Linked DNA regions of Podarcis muralis: region 1 is linked to region 2. A link is a contact called in public Hi-C data. All regions are on one chromosome and are shown on one strand. The core of a region is the stretch at or near the end of the contact, and the rest is flanking DNA. Distances in the headings are between cores, read along the strand shown. Region 1 holds the start of TIPRL (TOR signaling pathway regulator). Region 2 holds the start of BLZF1 (basic leucine zipper nuclear factor 1).

Evidence for each region. Hi-C and Micro-C count contacts between places; a contact is called where the count stands out from the background.
Region 1: a Hi-C map of tail shows a contact between it and region 2, with 2.3 times the contacts expected there. The contact joins the promoter of TIPRL here to the promoter of BLZF1 in region 2. A contact is called at or near these places in 2 of 3 Hi-C or Micro-C datasets (blood and tail).

What each region holds. Positions count from the first base shown.
Region 1 is chr4:34,504,417-34,508,001 of rPodMur119.hap1.1, reverse strand. TIPRL (TOR signaling pathway regulator) reads left to right here and starts at 1,992. Exons shown (of 7, transcript XM_028726619.2): 1 at 1,992-2,242; 2 at 3,272-3,451. The coding sequence starts at 2,142. LOC144327489 (a long non-coding RNA gene) reads right to left here and starts at 1,915. Exons shown (of 2, transcript XR_013392551.1): 1 at 1,826-1,915; 2 at 365-657.
Region 2 is chr4:34,112,368-34,115,546 of rPodMur119.hap1.1, reverse strand. BLZF1 (basic leucine zipper nuclear factor 1) reads left to right here and starts at 1,782. Exons shown (of 8, transcript XM_077927169.1): 1 at 1,782-1,934. NME7 (NME/NM23 family member 7) reads right to left here and starts at 978. Exons shown (of 12, transcript XM_028726613.2): 1 at 818-978. The coding sequence starts at 820.

The sequences.
Region 1 (3,585 bases), core at 743-3,242, 390 kb before region 2:
CCTATTTAGATTAAATGATTTAGAGAGTAAATAGAAACTGTTAATTGGGCAGTTGAAGGAACAAAGGTAAAGTATGTGCTTGGCCAGAAAATGAGAAGATAACAGATTTTTGATGAATGTTTGACACAGAACTCTTATGGAACAGAGGGGTATGGAATATGAGGGTGGAGTCCACTGAAGGATTTTGCCACACCCTGGGCAGGCCACCTTCAACTGGCCATCCCTTAGCCTGGACAACAGTTGCTGCTCCTTGTTCTCAGGGGAAGGGAAGTCCAGTGTGCTGAAGTGAAAATGGAAGAAGGAAGAGAAGAAGCTGCTGCCTCCCCCCATCCCCAGAGGAACATAAGAAATTGCCATATACCAAGTCATTAAACACTGATTTATAAGTCGTCCACAACTCACTTCCATAAAGCAGCATGGTTAACAAGGCAAGCCTGGTTGACCTTGATCTTGGTTGTTAGCATCACATTCTCCCACAGCCTTTTGGAGAGGCGAACCAATGCCATAGTTGCCTTGCCAATAAGCTTGTCCTCTCAGTGACGTCTATGCTGGCTTGGTCACATCCGCAGAATGGAAGATGGCAGGATCCCCAAGGACGTGCTCCACAGGGAGCTGGCTTCAGGCACTAGGCCGGTTAGCAGATCAACTCTGTTACGTCTGCAAATGTGACATGAAGGGTGGCAACATTAACCATGCCCTGTGTGAATCCCCTGCAGACAACCACAGTGCCTAGAGAAAGACAGGTTGTGTATCTACAGCAGTGGCAGCGGTTCTCAACTTGTGGGTCCCCAGATGTTGTTGGACTACAACTCCCAGCATCCCTGAGCTCTGGCTTTGCTAGCTAGGGGTTGTATGGGATGGGAGTTGTAGTCCAACAACATCTGGGGGCCCACAGGTTGAGAAAGGCTGAACTAGAGGGAGAGTAACTACTGGGAGGAGCACAAAGAGAAGCAACACAATGGTGCGCCTATAGTAGCATAACCAGAAGCCTTCATCTACCCCACTTGCAACAAAACATATCTCTCCTGTATCAGTCTCTACAGCCACAGGAGGCACTGTGACTCTGCAACTGTTTTGACTTTACCAGCTAAGGTGCACTCTTCCACTGTCTCCTGAGACCGACAGATGCCAACAACAACATGATTTATACAACGTAAAAATAAGGACCTAGTGCATTCATTGGCCAGACTACTAAATAGTGAGAGCAAATTTAGTTCTTAGTGCTCAGTTGGGTATCATTCTGACTGCGTTTATATCTTGCAAGAGCTAGAGGTTTGTTGTTAAATGAAAACTAAAAATTCAGACAAGGTGCGTTTGAATTTCCTCCAGGGAGTCAGGTCCTCCTGTGGCTACAGGGCTGCATAAAAAGCAGATATTCAACAGATGCAACCCCCATGTCTCCATAAGGGGAAGACTGCACCAATTGAAGTTGTGCCTGCAACACAGCCTTTAAAGGCATGGGAGCCTGTCTACCACTTTTTTTAAAAAACAAAACAAAACCCTGTGCATCTTTTGGGTAGACACAACGATTCTGTCGAAAACATTGCACCTGTGGGTTACATACACTCCCGGGATATTTCAAAACTACACAGCAGGTAGAAAATGAACGGTCATCACTTTAAGCATGTCACTTTCTGTTTAATTTCTGCTTTCTCTGAGGCTTTGGAGAGGGCAGAAACTCCGCACCCACCAACCCGGTGTAACCCCTGCGAAGAAAACAAACGAGCCTCTCATCCTTGTTTAGTCTCTTTTGCCCTTTGCATGGGATTTGGGGGAAAGGGGGCGCAACTATTTCAAGCGCCTCGTCGACAAAGGGCCTCCTTACTTGAGTTTCCCCACGGATTCACATGCATTTGCCCCGCACATGGGAGACGGCACCGACTTCAACCAAGAACCGGAAATGTTACTAGCGAAAGACTGCAGCCTCTTTGCAAAGCACATGTGATGAACCCGGAAGCGGAAACAGGGTTCTTTCTGTTTCCGGTGGCGGCTGTTTGGGGGAGGGGAGAAAAAAAGCAACAATAGACCCCGCTACTAATTCCTCCGACGGCTCCTTTTCGGGGCTTTCCTCCTGGAAGGGTGTCCGGAAGTCGCTCCCTCTCCCGCTTCGCCCTCTCTATGCTACTTCCATCGCCGCCAACATGATGCCCGTATTCAAGAGCAGCCGGAGAGACTTCACTTTCGGGCCGTGGAAGCTGACGGCCGCTCGGACCCACATCATCAAGTCGTCGGAGGCCGAGAGGTGCGAGGCGGGGGGCGGGGATGCTAGGGAACACTGTCGCCAGAGCCTTCGCTTCTGGGTCGGCCGAGCCCTTCAGGTTGCAGCGGGCCAATTCGGATGGCCGGCGGCTTTTATTGATGGGATTTCAATGAAAACAAGCCCGGAAATCTCCCTGGGCGACTGAAACGTAAAGTGACCCCCCCCCCCCGACCGACAGCCTTTTCCATTTTCCTAAAAATCCCACCTGAGCCCAAGTGTGCAGAAAGCAAATGCTTTGCAGGAGGGCGGGGATGCTTTTAAGGTTTCTGAACCGGCATGCTGTTTTAAGTGATCAAGTTACAAGTGGTACCTCGGGTTACATACGCTTCAGGTTACAGACTCCGCTAACCCAGAAATAGTGCTTCAGGTTAAGAACTTTGCTTCAGGATGAGAACAGAAATCATGCTCCGGCGGTGCAGCAGCAGCAGGAGGCCCCATTAGCTAAAGTGGTGCTTCAGGTTAAGAACAGTTTCAGGTTAAGAACGGACCTCCGGAATGAATTAAGTACTTAACCCGAGGTACCACTGTGTAAGGTTTCTGCCAGACGACTAAGTCCTCTGATCAATCAGATCATATACACCTCACCAGTTATTTGTAAGTGATATGTTTGTAGTTTACTTTCTTGCTTTCTATGGGCTGCTTCACGTGCTGCTACGTTTGTGGCAAATCCTCTTGTTAAATGCTAACGTTGTTCTGACAAGTGTATTTGTGGTGCCCATGTGCTGTGAAGGTATTGTGGTAAATTGCGACCTCCAGTGAATTAACCTCTTGCGGTCTAGCTGGGGACTTATGAGACAGACCAAAAATGAAAGGAACATACATGTTTGGGGAAGCTTAGACTCTCCAGAGCTAATTTCATCTTAAATAAGCACAGCTGATTCAGTGTTACTATATTTGGAATTAGATGTGGCATATTGTAATATTCTTCAGAACAAATTATGTCTCTGTTTTAAATTATGTGGTTAGTGTGAAATAATTCCAAAGTGACATACCTTTTTTGTTTCCATGCAGATTAGCTGAAGAACTACACATTCCTTGTGTTCCAGAAATGATGTTTGGAGACAATGTCTTAAGAATTCAACATGAATCTCTCTTTGGAATAGAGTTCAATGCAACTGATGCCTTAAGATGTGTAAATAGCACTCAAGGCATGGTTAAAGTTGCCTGTGCAGAGGAGTGGCAAGAAAGCAGGTAATAAGATATAAGATTAATCTAATCTAATATGACAAATTAATACGTTCAGCTACTTTGGAGCAATATCTTAGATTTTTACTTTTTATGTCACCCACTTGAGATGTAACCTGGATAAATGCTTAATGCTTGTC
Region 2 (3,179 bases), core at 533-3,032:
GAGTCCAACACCACATGGAGGACCACAAAATCCTCCCCCCCCCCCCCCATGGTACAGTGGTTAAACTGTTAGGCTAGGAACAAGAAGGGCCAAGCTCTAAACACTTGAAGTTCTGAATACTTGAAGGAGCGTCTCCACCTCCATCGTTCTGCCCGGACACTGAGGTCCAGCGCCGAGGGCCTTCTGGCGATTTCCTCACTACAAGAAGCCAAGTTACAGGGAACCAGGCAGAGGGCCTTCTCGGTGGTGGCACCCGCCCTGTGGAACGCCCTCCCATCAGATGTCAAAGAGAAAAATAACTACCAAACTTTTAGAAGGCAGCCCTGTTTAGGGAAGCTTTTAATGTTTATTGTATTTTAGTGTTCTGTTGGAAGCTGCCAGATTCTGGAAACCCAGCCAGATGGGAGGGGTATTATTAAATTATTATTATTATTATTATTACACCACCACTCAGCCATGGGCTTTCCTGGGTGGCGTTGGGCCTGTCACTCATCCCCAGCCTAGCCTACCTCACAGGGTTGCTGTGAGGATAAAATGAGGGAGAAGAATAACAGCGGCCACTGCCTTGAGCTTCTCAGAAGAAAGGCAGGATGTAAATAAATGTAATCAGTGACGTCACAACACATCCCCCCCCCAAAAAAAATCACCCCCACTGAGGAGCTATTAAGCACCATTTCTTCGCTAACATACCATCCCTCAATGGGAGTCACTGCAGAAGCATTATATACACACACACACACACACACACACACACACACACACACACACACGGCGACTAGCTAATGCATCATTCCAACCCCCCCACCCCGGAACTCACCATGGTACCGTCCTCGCCTGCCCTTCACGCTCCTCTGCCTCAGCCCAAGCAGCACCAGCTCCCTCCAACAACAAAACGGTCCAGCTCTGCCCGCTCGCCAACCAAAACCGCTTCTTAGCAACCGAAGCCACGCCTCTTTCCCGGCGCGCGCATAGGACGCGGGGGTGAAAATAAACTTCCGTTGAAAGGGGGAAACCGCCATCGGCGGTGACTCACGATTGGCTCAGAGTAAGCGCCGCTCTAGGCCTCGACGGTAGATAGAGCCAGGCTATTACTCCCCACTGAAATACGGAGCGCAACATAAGCGGACGTCATCGCTGTGAAGTTGCACCGAAGCGTAGAGATAGGAAATTGCAGAGTAAACAAATGCGCACTTCTCTCGCGGTCATGCCTCATAAATTCTTTTTGAAGCTCCCGCTCCCGCTTCACCTTCCTATACCAAGTGACAGCTGCCCATGAGGGGAGGGGGGTAGAGAAATGTGGAATAGAATCATATAGCTGGAAGGGGGGTCCTTAGGGTCATCTAGTCCAACCCTCTGCAATGCAGGCATCTCAACATGCGGTGCCCCATCTAATTTGAAACCGTACTGGACACTGCTTAGCTTTGCAAATGGGATTGAAGTTTATTGTTGCCTTTCTGCCAAGGAAATAAGTCTTGAGTTAGAAAAGAGAACAAACTCTTTGCTAATACATTTATATTATATTATATTATATTATATTATATTATATTATATTATATTATATTATATTATATTATATTATATTATATTATTATATTATATTATATTATATTATATTATATTATATTATATTATATTATACTATACTATACTATACTATATTATAGGCAGGGGAGAGGGATGTCACTCAAATCAACGGTACACTAAAACCCGGGGCTTCCCAACTGGTTTTGTTAGGGGGGCTCTCGCGTCGTGGGAAGGTCGTGGAGTTCGAAAGCAATCCGGAAGTTAACCTCTGTGCGCCAGTCTATTAGATATGCCTCTATATGCGGAAGTCAATAGAGCGGAAGTTGATTAGAGAAGGCGGACGAGTGAGAGATGGCGAGGGAGTGAGAGGGGCGACAAGGGAAACTACTCGCAAGTAATCCGGGCCGCTGGTAAGTCGAGGGAGTGTTGTGCGGTGCGGGGGCGGCCTGGGCGGCTGCGGGTGGGAGGAAACTATGACATTTCACGCGTTGTTAAATTCCCTCGTAGCGAAGCAACCTGCTGCTCATAGCTGTCAACTTTCAGATTTGAAAATAAGGGATCAACAGCCTAGAAAATAAGGGATCAGTAGCCTCACCTGTCCCGGGGACAGTCTACGGGATAACTAACAATCCGGGATAGCAGCTGGAAAGGTTGACAGCTATGCTGCTGCTGCATTTCCCAAACTGCCCATCCTGGGAAGTAGATCTCATCGAAAGTGTACTGCGGGGTAGCCAGAATCGTTTTTTTCTCATTCGGGCGTAGTACTGTGCCACAGTGTATATTGCATAGCAGATGTTGGCAGAAGGTGGATCGGGATCTACCGGGAGGCTTCTGGGTGGGCTTGTTTTTTGTTGGTTTTTTGTTTCATAAAATTTATACACCTCTTGGCTGTAAACAAGGGGGGGGGATCAAAGCGGTTTGCAAAAGATGAAATCAAGGGGGGGAATACCCTACTTTAAAAACATGCAAAAGTTAAAATACTCAAACAGATTAAAATTACCTCAGCTTTCCAAACATCTGGGTAGGCTTGTCTAAACAGGAATGTTTTTAGCAGGCGTGGAAAAGATGGGTGAGGATTTCTGACTCCCAACTGTTTTAAGAATGACAACCAAATGCCAAATTATGGTGCTGAAGTGGGGACTGGGAGAGACTTGGGAGCAGAGATCAGTGTGTGAGGATTGTGAGCTCACTTCAGTTCTAGTGCTCAAAACAAATTCACAGGGTCAGAATTTTTAATTTTGAAACGCATGTCGTTTTCACTTGGCTCAAGCTGGTGGAGGGTTTTTAGTAAAAGTGGATCCTGCAGGACTGACATCTGTCCTACCCAGTAAATTCAAATGGGACTAATTCACAGGTAAATGTGCATAGGAGTGTAGGCTTCCAGTGAGATGAGGCTGAAGGGATTTAAGATACAAAGTGAAAATCTGACACACTTGCTGAATTTGTGGTAGCACACAGCCTGTGGAAGAAGCATCATCCTATTGCTTCTTTGCAGGTAAAGAATTTTATCTCTAGTATAGGACACTACAACTTAGTTTCTGAGTTTCCAGTGCACAATTTCTGCCTCTTTGGGTTTGTCAGTTATTAACAATGCCAAAACTGTAAGACTCTAGACAACAGCTTCAAGGGCCAGTTTCTGATGGGTGAAAAGACCT